2 separate regions of the Mus musculus genome follow, and region 1 is linked to region 2. Evidence: chromatin contacts called from public HiCAR-type data. All regions are on one chromosome and are shown on one strand. The core of a region is the stretch at or near the end of the contact, and the rest is flanking DNA. Distances in the headings are between cores, read along the strand shown.

Region 1 (5,828 bases), core at 1,845-4,344, 130 kb before region 2:
CGGGACAGCCCCCCGCGAAGCCAACGGTGTTTTTCTGCGCCCCCCACCCTTCTCCACCTACCCTTTCCACTACTCTCACCCTCGTCCGCTGCAGCGAGGGAATAGCTTGTCATGGCTGAACATTTAAATGAATAAATTTTAAAAATAATAATAAAACAGGAAAGTACTCACACCTTTCACTTGGCCTCGGGGAATAAACGACCAAATGCCTAAGCAAAAGGATTCGTTTTCTAATCTCCTTATTCTGTAGGGGTTTGATCAAGTTTGCTTTTTCCCCCCTTGCAGATTTAACTTCCAAAGATATATTTTAATGGACAACCCTGAAGGCTTTTTATTATTATTGCTATTAAAAAATAGATATCTGATGAGGGGCAACAAGAAATGCCAAATAATATTTCTTGTACTTGTAAAAGCAAACTCCGGGGGGGGGGATTTCACAGGTTTATAAAAGTCTACAGGAATCGCTTTTGGAATTTAAGCAGTTCTCAATTTGAGGTAATTCCTTTTGCACACATCTTTGGGATCCCAGAGCATTCAAAATGTGTGTGTGTGTGTGTGTGTGTGTGTGTGTGTGTGTGTGTGTGTGTGTCTGTCTGTCTGTCTGTCTGTCTTAGTTGTCACAGTATCCATACACAAACAGGTCTTTTCCATGCCTGTGTTTTTCTTCCCTGACCCTGTTTTCTTGCTTTTGCTGAACGCGGACAGAGCGGCTGAAGCGCACCCCAATATCCTGCCGCCTCCGGAGTGTAAGCACTTCATCTCTCTGCACCGCAAGGTGCGCCGTTTGGTTTCAGAGAGTTGGGGTTTGGTGCACAGCGGCGTACTTCTAGCGTCCAGATTACTCTCTCCTGGGATTTCTGCACAGGGTAGAAGGCGCAAGCAAGCAGGTAACGCGACCCATCTCCATCGCCTCTGCCTCTGGGAGAAGACGCTGACAAAGCAGCCGTGTCAGAAGGGTCTCCCCGCCGCAGTTGGACCCCCCACATCAGACATGGCAATCTACCACGCGGAACGACTTTGGCTTCTCAGGGAGTTTTTGGTTTTTATTTTAAAGAATCAGATTGCGGGTTTTTCTGAGAGCAATTCTGAGGAACGAGGCTCTGGGGAAGGAAAGAACGGTGCATTTGGAAAAGGTGTGTCTTTCCTCCCCAGTGCTTCTAATTCTTGGATTGCGCAATCCATTCTCTACCCTGGCTCTTCTGCAGATTCCACTTTCACATCTCAGATCCCCACCCTCGTTTGTGGATGTTGGAGGTCTGGGTCAGGCACCCTGGGACCCCACAGAAAGGGGCGCTTCTAGGAAAAGGCAGTGGTGGGAGTTAACCCAGATCTTTTGGGCAGAATAGGGATGGCTAAGTGCAGCTGAGCTTGAAATATTGTTAGGGACTATTGTAATAACTGAGATAGATTTAAATATGCACCAGCAAGCAAGCTGTTATGCCGAGAAGGAATCTGTTTTGAAGTTCATTGCATTACTTTAAAAGTACATTCTTCTCTGAGGAAGTCTGCCACTGCGGTTGACTTTTTTGAAAGGTCCCCTTTAAGCTCAGTAAAGTGTAAGAGAAGTTACTGCACAACACATGGACCGCCTTAAATATATGTGTACATAGGTATTTGCGTGCCCAGGGAATGCATAGCTGTCCGTGCAACTATATAAACACAATAAAACAAACACAAGGGAGTGGACCCCGCTGCAGCTGAACTCAGAACAAGAAGCAGTCAGCACTATACTCTCACACTCACGAGGGAGGAAGGGTAGAAATCCCACTGTGTTTGGTTACAAACAGCTTAATAAAATTGGGAGGCATTGACAGTCTGGTCAGTGTTCTAAATAAATTGACACGAAGGTCCTCCAGAAGAGACAGAAAATACCTCACCATCAATCTTAAGCCACTTGCCGATTATGATTGCAAGAAAGAGATCACCGAGACTTAGCTTCTCAAATGGCTTGTTAACAGCCCCATGCCTATGTTTTGGCAACAAAATTAACTCTCCAGGAGGAAATAAAATTTTAAAATTTGTTTTGTTTTGCTTTAAAGGCAAAGAAAAATCATCCAAGGAACTTGCTTTTAACACCCTGGATTTGTTGCTGGTCAGAGACTGCTCTTCCCTTCTAGTTTGCTCAGTTGGGCCGACAAAAGAAACGGGATCAACTGATACCTCCATGGGATAAAAGAAAACACTAATATCAGCCTTTAGTTTTCCCTCTTGCTTAGAAGAACTTTATTTTTAATGTCCAGCGTTTTTGTGGTTGAAAGTTGTGCAGATGTAAAAGATGTTAGTTACCTTGTCCACAGCTATCAGGCGACTGGTGTCACTTGAATTTTGCAAGCTTTTTGTATCCATTTGAGTTCGTGAGAAAGAGAATTAGATACCAATATTGTGCACTTTCAAGTAGGTACCCTCCACCCCATCCCTCTCTCAACAGCACCCAAGCCTGCATCTGAATCCTGATGCCCTAATAACCACACTTTACAGAAAAAGGTGGTTAAGCTTTCCATCACTGGGCAGTCTGACAAAGATGCAGCCTCTCTTTGCCCCTAGAGTCCCAAGAAAGAGTGTCTCCACATACGCAAATATTTTTTTTCTATGTTTTCCTTAGAAACTTGAATTGGGTGAACATTTCGGAGGGGTCCTGAATAATTAACATTTCAAAAGGCAAAATGCTGAACAAAGAGAGACAGGTACCAACAACAAAAATATAAAATGAACCGTGCTTTAAAAAAAAAAAATCAACTGTACAGTTACAGATGCCACATCTCAACCTCTCTCACCGAGTGACCCGCTCTCCTAGCACTGAAGCCCTCTCTCCACCAGAGATTCAGGAAAACTGGGGTGTCTGGGGAGAGAGAAAGGGATGGGACCTCCTGGCAGCCTACTCTTCCCACCTGTTCCCTCCGCCCCAAGCTAGATAGAAGTGGCGCCCAGACTCCAAGTGACACTCATCAGGGTGTGTCGCCAAACCAAAGTGGAAACCCAAGTAAGTCCCCGAAGGCCCAGCAGTCTGCCAAAGGGACAAGACCTTAGGGTCGGAGGCACACGCCACCGCCCGTCTGACTGCCTGGCGGGCTGCCTGCGCTTGGGTGGACAAAAGGCTCACTGGCTACTCTAGTGTCGCAGCTGTTCTGTGTCATTCGATGGAGAGAGCAGGCGCTGCAGTGGTGGTGCGCGCGCGCGCGTGCACGGCACACACGTGCACTTGTGTCTGTATCCAGACTCAGGCACTCAACTGTCTAAGTTCCTGGCTCTACTCAGGCCCCTCAGCAGATCCCACCGCATCCCTATGCTACCTGTGTCCCCGGAGCCACGCCCAGACAGGTGTGCCCACCGTGAACCGCAAAGCCTCAGGGTAAAGACTCATGCGAGGAGAGTCAAGAGGCCATAGGCTAGGCGGGGGTCAAGAAGAATGATGGAGTTCTTCAGCTGGAATATCCCAACATTCCAGCTACTGTCACCACACTCAATCTTTCCAGCCCAGACCTGCCGGGTCCAAGAGATTGATTCTGGCAAAAAAAAAAAAAAAAAAAAAAAAAGAAAGAAAGAAAGAAAAACCTGGCTCAGGGAAACCCCGGGGGTGGCCACTGACGCCTGAGACTGAACAGGCTTGGCTTAGGTTCGAAAAACACAGTTTTAATTTTCTTAATGAAGGCGCGCTCTAGAGCTCAGCTGGTAATGGCTGTGCCGAATTTAATAGACTTCTGTCGAACAGCAGAAGACGGATAACTATCGGTTCTAAGTAATCTGCTCTAATGCAATTATTTTTTCCAGGTTCGAAAGTCATTCTGTGGAGAGGGCAGGAGTGAATTAAGCCCCCAGGGGACCTTGGACACAAGGTCCCCCGGGGGCACAAGAGACTGCCTGAAACTGGACCTGAACCTCTTGGGAGAGCTATTTGGGCTTGAGGGTGGAGTCCAGGGCTTCACTGACCTTGGTATCCTCACACCACCCCGTCTCTGCTCACCCACCCATCATTCTTCCTCCACTATTGGTCCCTCTCCCTTCCTCCATCTCTCTCTTCTTTCTCCTCACCTCCTCCAGAAGGCATGTTTCTTTCCTCTCCTCTTTGACTCATCTTTGGGGCTGACCACCATTCCGAGTTTTTCTCTCGGAAGTGTACTCACTCACACAGAAGTAAACTATGGGACTGTCAGGAGTTGAAATGGAATTGTGTGTGATGTTTAGAATATTAGTGTAGCCGTGCACACAGCTAATATATATTTCTAGCCAAAGAGGGAACCAATCCAATCCACATCGACATATAAAAGCTAGCCTCCTTAGAAGATTTTACACAAATTATCATTCCAGGAAATTTTTATTTGGAATTACCCAAGCTCTCCTCAACTATCTACTTCACTTGGCCTGAAACACAAACCTCAGGAAATAGTGATTTAAAGATGTAAAAACTAACAGGAGTCATAATTTTCCTTTGCACGTAAACCAAGCCAAACCAAGTCAAGGAAGTCACTGTGCCCAGAGGAAGCCTAAAGCTTCTGACATGGGCACTTGACCATCAGCCCAGCTACAGGACAAAGGAGGTGTCCATTCCAGAACCCCAGAATATCACCACCCACCCCCAGTGTGCGAAAACCCTGGTTTCATTGAAATGCCCACTCCTTGTTACTGTTTAGTCCTGTGGGAGCTATCTCCTTCCCCCACCCCTGCCCTGTTCTTTTTCCCTTCTGTTTGAGGTACAAGCACAAAGTTCTGTAACCATCATCTCCTCTTTTTCGCCCCAACCCTACCCTTTTCTCCCATCCTTGTCTCCTATCACAGTGGCCAAGAGCAGAGCTAGCATAGAGTCATAGGAAGCCGGGAAACCGCAAGGAGGGAGGCCCTCTTATCTCTTGGCCCTGAGGTACACACCTCTCCTGAACAGTCAGGCTTCAGTAAGAGGAGAGGACAATCCTGTTCCCTCTCCCTTTCCCTCAGCTCTTCCCAAGCTCCTAGGTCCTCAAGTCTGAAGGATTCTAGGGGCTTGCAGCCACTAGGCAGAGTGGACACATGGAATTTGTCATCCAAGTGAAGAGAAGGTGGCCCTGGATAGGCACCAGCCGAAAGAACTACATCTAATTCCTTCAGTGTTTGGACGTCATTACCCTTTAAATTAGAGCCCGAGAAAAGTGTCAGAGGTCCCTGATGATGCCCAGGCCCACCCTGTTCCAGCAACCTTGAATTTTGATGGTACTAAGGGTGGGGGCCACCCCTTAGCTGCAAGAGCAATGTTGGCATGAGGTAAGCAGTAACTGCCACTTAGTCCCACTCTGCCACCTCATCGCTTCCACCTCTAAATCTTTAATCCAACCGGGGTGCAGGCCTATAGCCACTGTTAGTTGAGTGACTAAAAAGAGTAACATGGGCCCCCAAAGCCCTCAGGCTCTTGCTCTGTATTTGCTTAGTAGGAAAGCAGAGGAAAGAGACAGTTTGCCCCCAAGGTGGGTTTTGAAAATTCCCTCTTAGAGGAGCCAAGTTAGAAGGACTTGGTAGAAGGGAAGAAATGCCTGGTCGTTATCTTCTCTACCCAGGAAGAAACCTGTATGTGCTCACTAGCCTAATTCTCCTCTCACTAGCCAAGACCCCTTCGAAAGGTATCTCAGGGCCCGTCACTTCCTCTGCTCCAGATGTGTGAGTCCCTGAGCCTTCCCAGTCCATCTGACCTCTGGCGCAAAAGACTGGTTTGGTCTGGAGAACATTAAGAAGGCCCCAGGAGGAGATTTGGTTCTGCCTCATTCTTTCTTTTGTCTTAGTGTCAAAAGGGCACACATTTACTTCCTCTTGTAAATATCAGGAGAGGAAAGCATTTCTCTTCCACTGTGTTTGCAGTGAGTTAT
Region 2 (6,073 bases), core at 731-3,230:
AGGCGACATTAATTGGGACTTTAATGACTATGCAGAGAAGCTGAAGCCAAATATGAACAAAACAGCGATTCAATGAGCGACTTCAGAAACGAGAAAATTGTACTAAAATGAGATTAATTGCTGTTTAGAAAAAGGAAAGAACCTAAAAAGCTATTAAATTGCAGGGTTTGGGTGCCCGGGTGATGGTTGTGATGTTAATCTTGCATTCTCGCAGCAGGCAAATATTCACTAAATTCAGAGCCTTTTGACAGCAGGAAAAAAATCATGTATGCTTAACTTCAATCCATCAAAAATATATTTCAGCTTTTATCAGTGTTCTAAATACTTCTGCAATTTCAAAAATTACTGCTCCATTCCTTGGCTGTCATCATGCAAATGTGAACACTGTCAATATTGCTATGAAAAATTTCCCAGCTTCAAAAGGCCCACTTCAGTGATAAGAAAGGAAAGCCCGAAGATTAGAATTGCAAAACACACACTCCTAATATAACGGAAATCAAACAATAAGAACTTAATGTTTAAGTTGTGGAAACTGCTAAAATAGAAAATGATGGGGTGGGCCTTTTTTTTTTAATATAGAAAAGAAAATCAAAGAAAAATAATGATGAAATTCTTTCAAGGCTTGTAACTTTGTGCCTAATTAATCCTCAGCACTAATTAGGAGAGAATATCCCATCCTGGCTTCAGGTGCTGTAACTGTGACTACTGCACTCCCGCTCCTAAGCCTTCGCTCTGCTTCTCTGTCCCTTAAACGCCATCACATAGCGGCTTCTCTGTATAGCCTTTTCAAATATCCTGAGGACTGTGGATTCAGGCTGGAGTGCTTGAACATCGACTCATGAGAACGATACACATGCATGAGAACTGTGGAGTTGTGGACTCTGTAACTCTCCTTGTTTCCAACACCTGGCTTTTATCCTTCTATTTCTTTAAAAGGAGACTAGTAACTTAGTATTTGCCTTCTGAAGGAGTCTTTAGGAAAACTCCACAGTGGACAGCAAGGGAGTGGCCCCAGAAAACCTTGTCCACCTGTCTCACTGCTCTCGCTGGCTCAGAACCAATCTGTTTGTTCCTCATTTTACTGTTTGAAGACTCTTCTCATCCCCAACACGAACCACATCCACCTAAGGCCATGGTGGGTGAAGGGGGAACCTGCAGCTTCCAAATAAGTGACAGATATTGATTGACAAGCTAGTGGGGCCGGATGAGAGGATATGGGCATGGATGGGTCGTTCAATGTCAGACGCCTTGACCTTTACTGGCCAGCTGTCCTGCTCACTAGGAAACCACTGGACTTTGAATTGGAGCTCGGATGTGACCATCCACGTGAAACAGGCTGCTTTTAGAGCCAGGGTCTCTCTACCTTACCTGCTCTGCTTGTCCTGCAAACCTTCTTATATCTAGACTTTCAGATTAACAGCATAATTCTTCCTCAAGAGGCTAACAAATGTCCTTTATAGTCCCCGCTTTTTTGGAGGTGAAAAGAGACCTTTGTTATTCATTGTGCCATTTCAAAAACTAAGCTTCTCTCTTACCTCAAAAAACTACTTTATTTTAAAGACAAAAAAATTCACCAAGCTCCTCCAAAAAACCCTTTTAGGCAGAGTCCTTAGAGGAGACAGGTGCCTTTGGATAAATTGTCTTTAGTGACAAACTATTCACATACATTTTCTTTCTTTCTTTCTCTCTTTCTTTTCTTTTCTTTTTTTAAAAGAAGATGTCAATAGTTTGATTCTATTTTGTCTATGCAAATACCATTGATAAAAGTTTCAATGGACGTTTTTCAGGGCGTGGAAGAGTTCCAAACTAGGTAATGAAATGGCTCTCAGGAATAGGATACTAATTCACCCAACTTGCCAAGAATGATCTAACCCAGCAGGCAGACAAAGCGACCGCGAACCATCCACATGATCCTAGATAATCCTTTATACTGTATCTCTAGGATCTCATCCCCGGGCGCAGTTCACTGTGAGGCTCCATTTGGGGCTCCAGGTTTCCCATTTGCAAATGGGAGCAACTTTGTCATGCTAAATTGGAAGCCTGTGAACTGAGTGCAAGCACTTGGCAGACACAGGCTCCAGGAATGTTAACGACTGCATTGGAATAAACCTTTCAGGAGAGCTCGGAACAAGAATTTACTAGATACTGTTTGTTGTTCACTTGGTGGAATTCCTTACCCCTGGCCGTTGCCACACTGGTACCATGAGAAAAGGTGGCCCTGTAAGGCATGAGAAAAGGCTTGCATAAAAAGCAAGGAGCACAGCTGTCTCATTTTAACTCAACTCCATTTTAACCTCATTATTAATTTGCACAAATATCACAGGCCTCTCTTCCAAAATAGGTATCTGTGGTTCAGATTTCATATTGGGGGTTCTCTAAGACTGAGGTCCAGCACAATGCCAGTCAATCTCACAAGTGACAGGCCATGTTGAAGCTGGGAATAGTGACAAGTTACAGGCACTTAAAAAAAAAAAAAACCAATTCCAGGAGATTAGTAAGATGCGTTTTTAGATACATACACTCAAACATTATAAACTCAGTGAGAAGCCAAACTGGAATATCTCAAGTTTGGAAGATGAACAATATTTTGATGTGCCAAGGCTAATACATTATATGTTTCGAGTCTTACTATTAAGACCTGTAGCAACTGTTTTAAGAGATGAGTAGAAAGGAAACAAATGGTAAATGTTTATTCAGTCATACAGTTCTGAAAGAAAACAACTGCTAATTTGCATTAGCTTGGGATGCCTTAGCAGACAGCTTTTTAACAGCTATCACCTCGCAGCAGCCCAGGAAACAGAGAGTTCCCTCGCTCCCTTTCTACCTGTTCCTGAAATGTGAGCTTTAATTTATGTTTCCCACTAGCCACGGATACTCAGCAAGTTCAAAATCACTTCAAAATGGACCATGTCCTTTTCCAGGTAGTTTGTGGGAGAGAGACTCAACAGAAGGGGACAGAGCAGGCTCCCAGACTCTACCTTTCAATACAGAAAACAAGGTGCATTTTGGGTTAAGGGGAAGTTTTAAGGTTATGGGAGACTCCACTGTAGTGTAACTGGCAGGGTTATTTTGTATACATAAAAAGTTGACAGCCTATGTTGAGGGGTGATAGGATCTCAGCCATGTAAATGCAAGTAAATCTTATGTAAAGAGGAATACATTCTGATTTAGTTGTTAATTAACTTTTCTAACATTATAGGAGGAAGTAAAGGGACAGGAGAGGTTGGAAAGGGGCTCCCCCAAGGACTGCCTTGGTGCAAAGATGGGGCTCCTGTTGATGTCTCCATCATCTCAGGATTTTATGACTCAGAGAAACAGCAACAGGCTTTGTGTACAGACCATCTAACTTTAGGTAAAAGGGGAAGAAGAGAAAGTTCCAAAGAAAAGATGGCAACTAGATTAATAAACAGAACCAAGATGGGGGAGGGAGTTAGATGACAGTAACTGAGCAGAACATGGTGAATGTGATGCAAGGTGAGAGACAAGAAAGTCCCCCGTAGGTGAGGACCAGTGCTGCTGAGCATGGTGAGGTCAGGAGTGACATCAGGGTTTTTGCCTCCCTGTGGATCCTTTGTTCACCCTCTGGTCAATTATGCGGTATGAAAAGAGAAACATGCTTCACACACTAGCTTAGGATGGGGGAGTGTGAGCATATCTGTCTCCAAGGAAACCATGCATGAGAAGGGCCAGTAGCAGACTCTTTTTCCTGAGTTAAATGTTTACTCAAAGTATAGGTGAAAGCTTGTAATTCCAACCAAAGCCAAATATGACAAAAGCCACCACAGGGTGATTTCTGATATACAGATAATTCCACCCCATTATCTCCACAACCCTGTCTGTCTGTCCTTCCTTCCTTCCTTCCTTCCTTCCTTCCTTCCTTCCTTCCTTCCTTCCTTCCTTCCTTCCTTCCTCTTTTCTCCCTGAGACTATGTAGCCATGGCTGGTCTGGGACTTGCTATATAGATCAGGTCTTGAACTCACAGAAATCCCCCTGCCTCTGCCTCCCTAGTGCTGGATGTGTGTGCCATCAACCCAACACTCCCCTCCCCCCTCTTTGGACACACCAAACTTACAAAAAATGAACTTAATGTGTATTTTCGTAGGCTTTCTGAGTTAGAACCTTTTCTATGTATGGCTTGATTCCATCTTAGTAGGAAAATAATAATTTCACTGTCTGCTGCAAAGTCAGGGAAGGCTAGGAACATCAAGACCTGAAGACCTTTTGCTGGCATCCCCAAGCTGGAATAAAAACAAAGGCTGAACACACCCAATCACAAAGCTCTAAAACTCCACATTTCTTGAGCGCCCCAGAGTTTGGATCAGGATTGGGATAGTTCAGTTTGGTAAAAATCTTAAAATAGACAAAAACCAAGCAAACCTTTTATCATTTATACTGATGGGCCAAAGCACGTTAAACCAGCATTTAATGTAAACTTACCTTCTTGCCTTGGGATTCATATCAGGATCTTAACTCCCATTGCTGCCTATTTTTATGAGCCCTGAACCCCTCCCAGTTGTATATTTATATACATGCTCTCTACTGACATTAAGCCATTCTATGCAAAATAACGCAGAGCACACTGGGAAACAAACCAACTTTAGACTCCTCTCCCAGCGTAGTACAGGGAGCACCTTGAGGAACACTGTTTTCAGGACTTCCCAAGCATTCCCATGGTGGTGAGGAGTTAACTGAGCTCACTGGGCTCCATCTACCTATTTAAAAACTGTCAGCGTTCTGTTTGTTTGTCTGTTCATGCTTTTGTTAATAAGAATGCAAGGAAGAGGGGCTGGAGAGATGACTCAGTGGTTAAGAGCACTGACTGCTCTTCCAGATGTCCAGAGTTCAATTCCCAGCAACCACATGGTGGCTCACAACCATCTGTAATGAGGTCTGATGCTTTCTTCTGGTGTGTCTGAAGGGAGCAATGGTGGTGTACTCATATGCATAAAATAAAATAAATTAAAAAGAATACAAGGAGGAAGTTTTGTGATGGTGAAAGACCCACAACATGAGGACTCCCCTGCGTTTCTGACTCAGGAGAGGTGACACCCCCAAATCACTCACGAGAAACGGTCTTGTTGCAAACTGCAAGAGGACTTTATTCAAGAGCGCTCTTGGGCCCACAGTCATACACCACATAGAAGACCTTGGCGCCCCAAGTAGCTGGGTAAGGGGGTATTTAAAGGAAAAAAATCACAACTCAAGAAGGTGGGGAGGACATTATTGGAAAATACCGAAAATACCAGTTAATAGTCACAAGGAAGTGCAAAGTCACAAGAGTCACAAGGAATACCTGGTAATTGTGCGGGTTATTTCTCAAGACAGTTTCTAAGAGCCCCTAACAATAGCATATTTGCATAGCGGGTTCCAGCAATGGTCAGGGTGGGTCAGGGTGACTTTCTTTGAATGAACACTCCTTGAACCCAGGAAGCTGGTGGGTGGAGGAATGTCGATATCTGTTTTCTGATTAGCATACCTTGGAGCATTGAGTCATAGAGGTCACATTCTCAAGCCTGGGCCTAAAAGTCTAGAATTTTGCTTTTACGTTACATTTTTTCAATGGAAACAAATATGCAAAACTAAGATGGATGTTTGAGTATTTACTATTCTCAAAAGGTCTAAAGCTTTTTCTCATCTTATCTATGAATTTTTCTCTTTTTTTTGTGTGGTCCATGCAATTGGCCCCGGATCTCTAATTTCTGGCTTCTATGACTTTTCTTAACAATTTCCTAGGTCCCTGTTTCCTGTTCACAAGTTGAGTGTGAAGCTGAGACTCTTGGACACTATAGCTGATAGTGTTAGTAAGTTTGGAACTGGTGTAGTTGGGAAGCTGAAACAGGAAGTGATTTTTCAGTTGGTCTGTCCAGGAACAAGAAGAGCTGATCACAGCACGTGACCACCTCAGAGGTCCTCCTGTATCCCTCAGGCAGCACTCACAGTCATCCCTGGATGCCAGGCACATGGTCATTGCTAAGCAACAGTTTTGTTTAACAGTAAGTGAAGGAATCCTGACTTTGGTATGAAAGAATTAATCTTGAACAGATCACATTTTCTTTCCCAGTCTTGGCTTTT

Evidence for each region. HiCAR-type assays count read pairs that join an accessible place to other places.
Region 1: a contact with region 2 is called in a HiCAR-type map of astrocytes, with 2.5 times the contacts expected there. The contact joins two enhancer-like sites. A contact is called at or near these places in 5 of 484 Hi-C or Micro-C datasets (ganglionic eminence, nephron progenitors, neural progenitor cells and 1 more), 6 of 115 datasets of contacts at active chromatin or transcription factors (astrocytes, embryonic forebrain, embryonic hindbrain and 3 more) and 1 of 9 other capture datasets (embryonic tail).

Annotation. Positions count from the first base shown.
Region 1 is chr2:115,850,112-115,855,939 of GRCm38.p6, reverse strand. No RefSeq gene overlaps it. Among named protein-coding and RNA genes, the nearest start is that of Gm31590, 46 kb to the right of the region's middle. Within about 2 kb of position 3,094, at least 41 of the 459 cell types and tissues checked have an H3K27ac peak or open chromatin away from gene starts, as enhancers often do. A contact at or near this core is called in astrocytes, where this site is marked.
Region 2 is chr2:115,719,603-115,725,675 of GRCm38.p6, reverse strand. The region is part of intron 10 of BC052040 (cDNA sequence BC052040); the gene reads right to left. Among named protein-coding and RNA genes, the nearest start is that of Gm52524, 54 kb to the left of the region's middle. Within about 2 kb of position 1,980, at least 37 of the 459 cell types and tissues checked have an H3K27ac peak or open chromatin away from gene starts, as enhancers often do. A contact at or near this core is called in astrocytes, where this site is marked.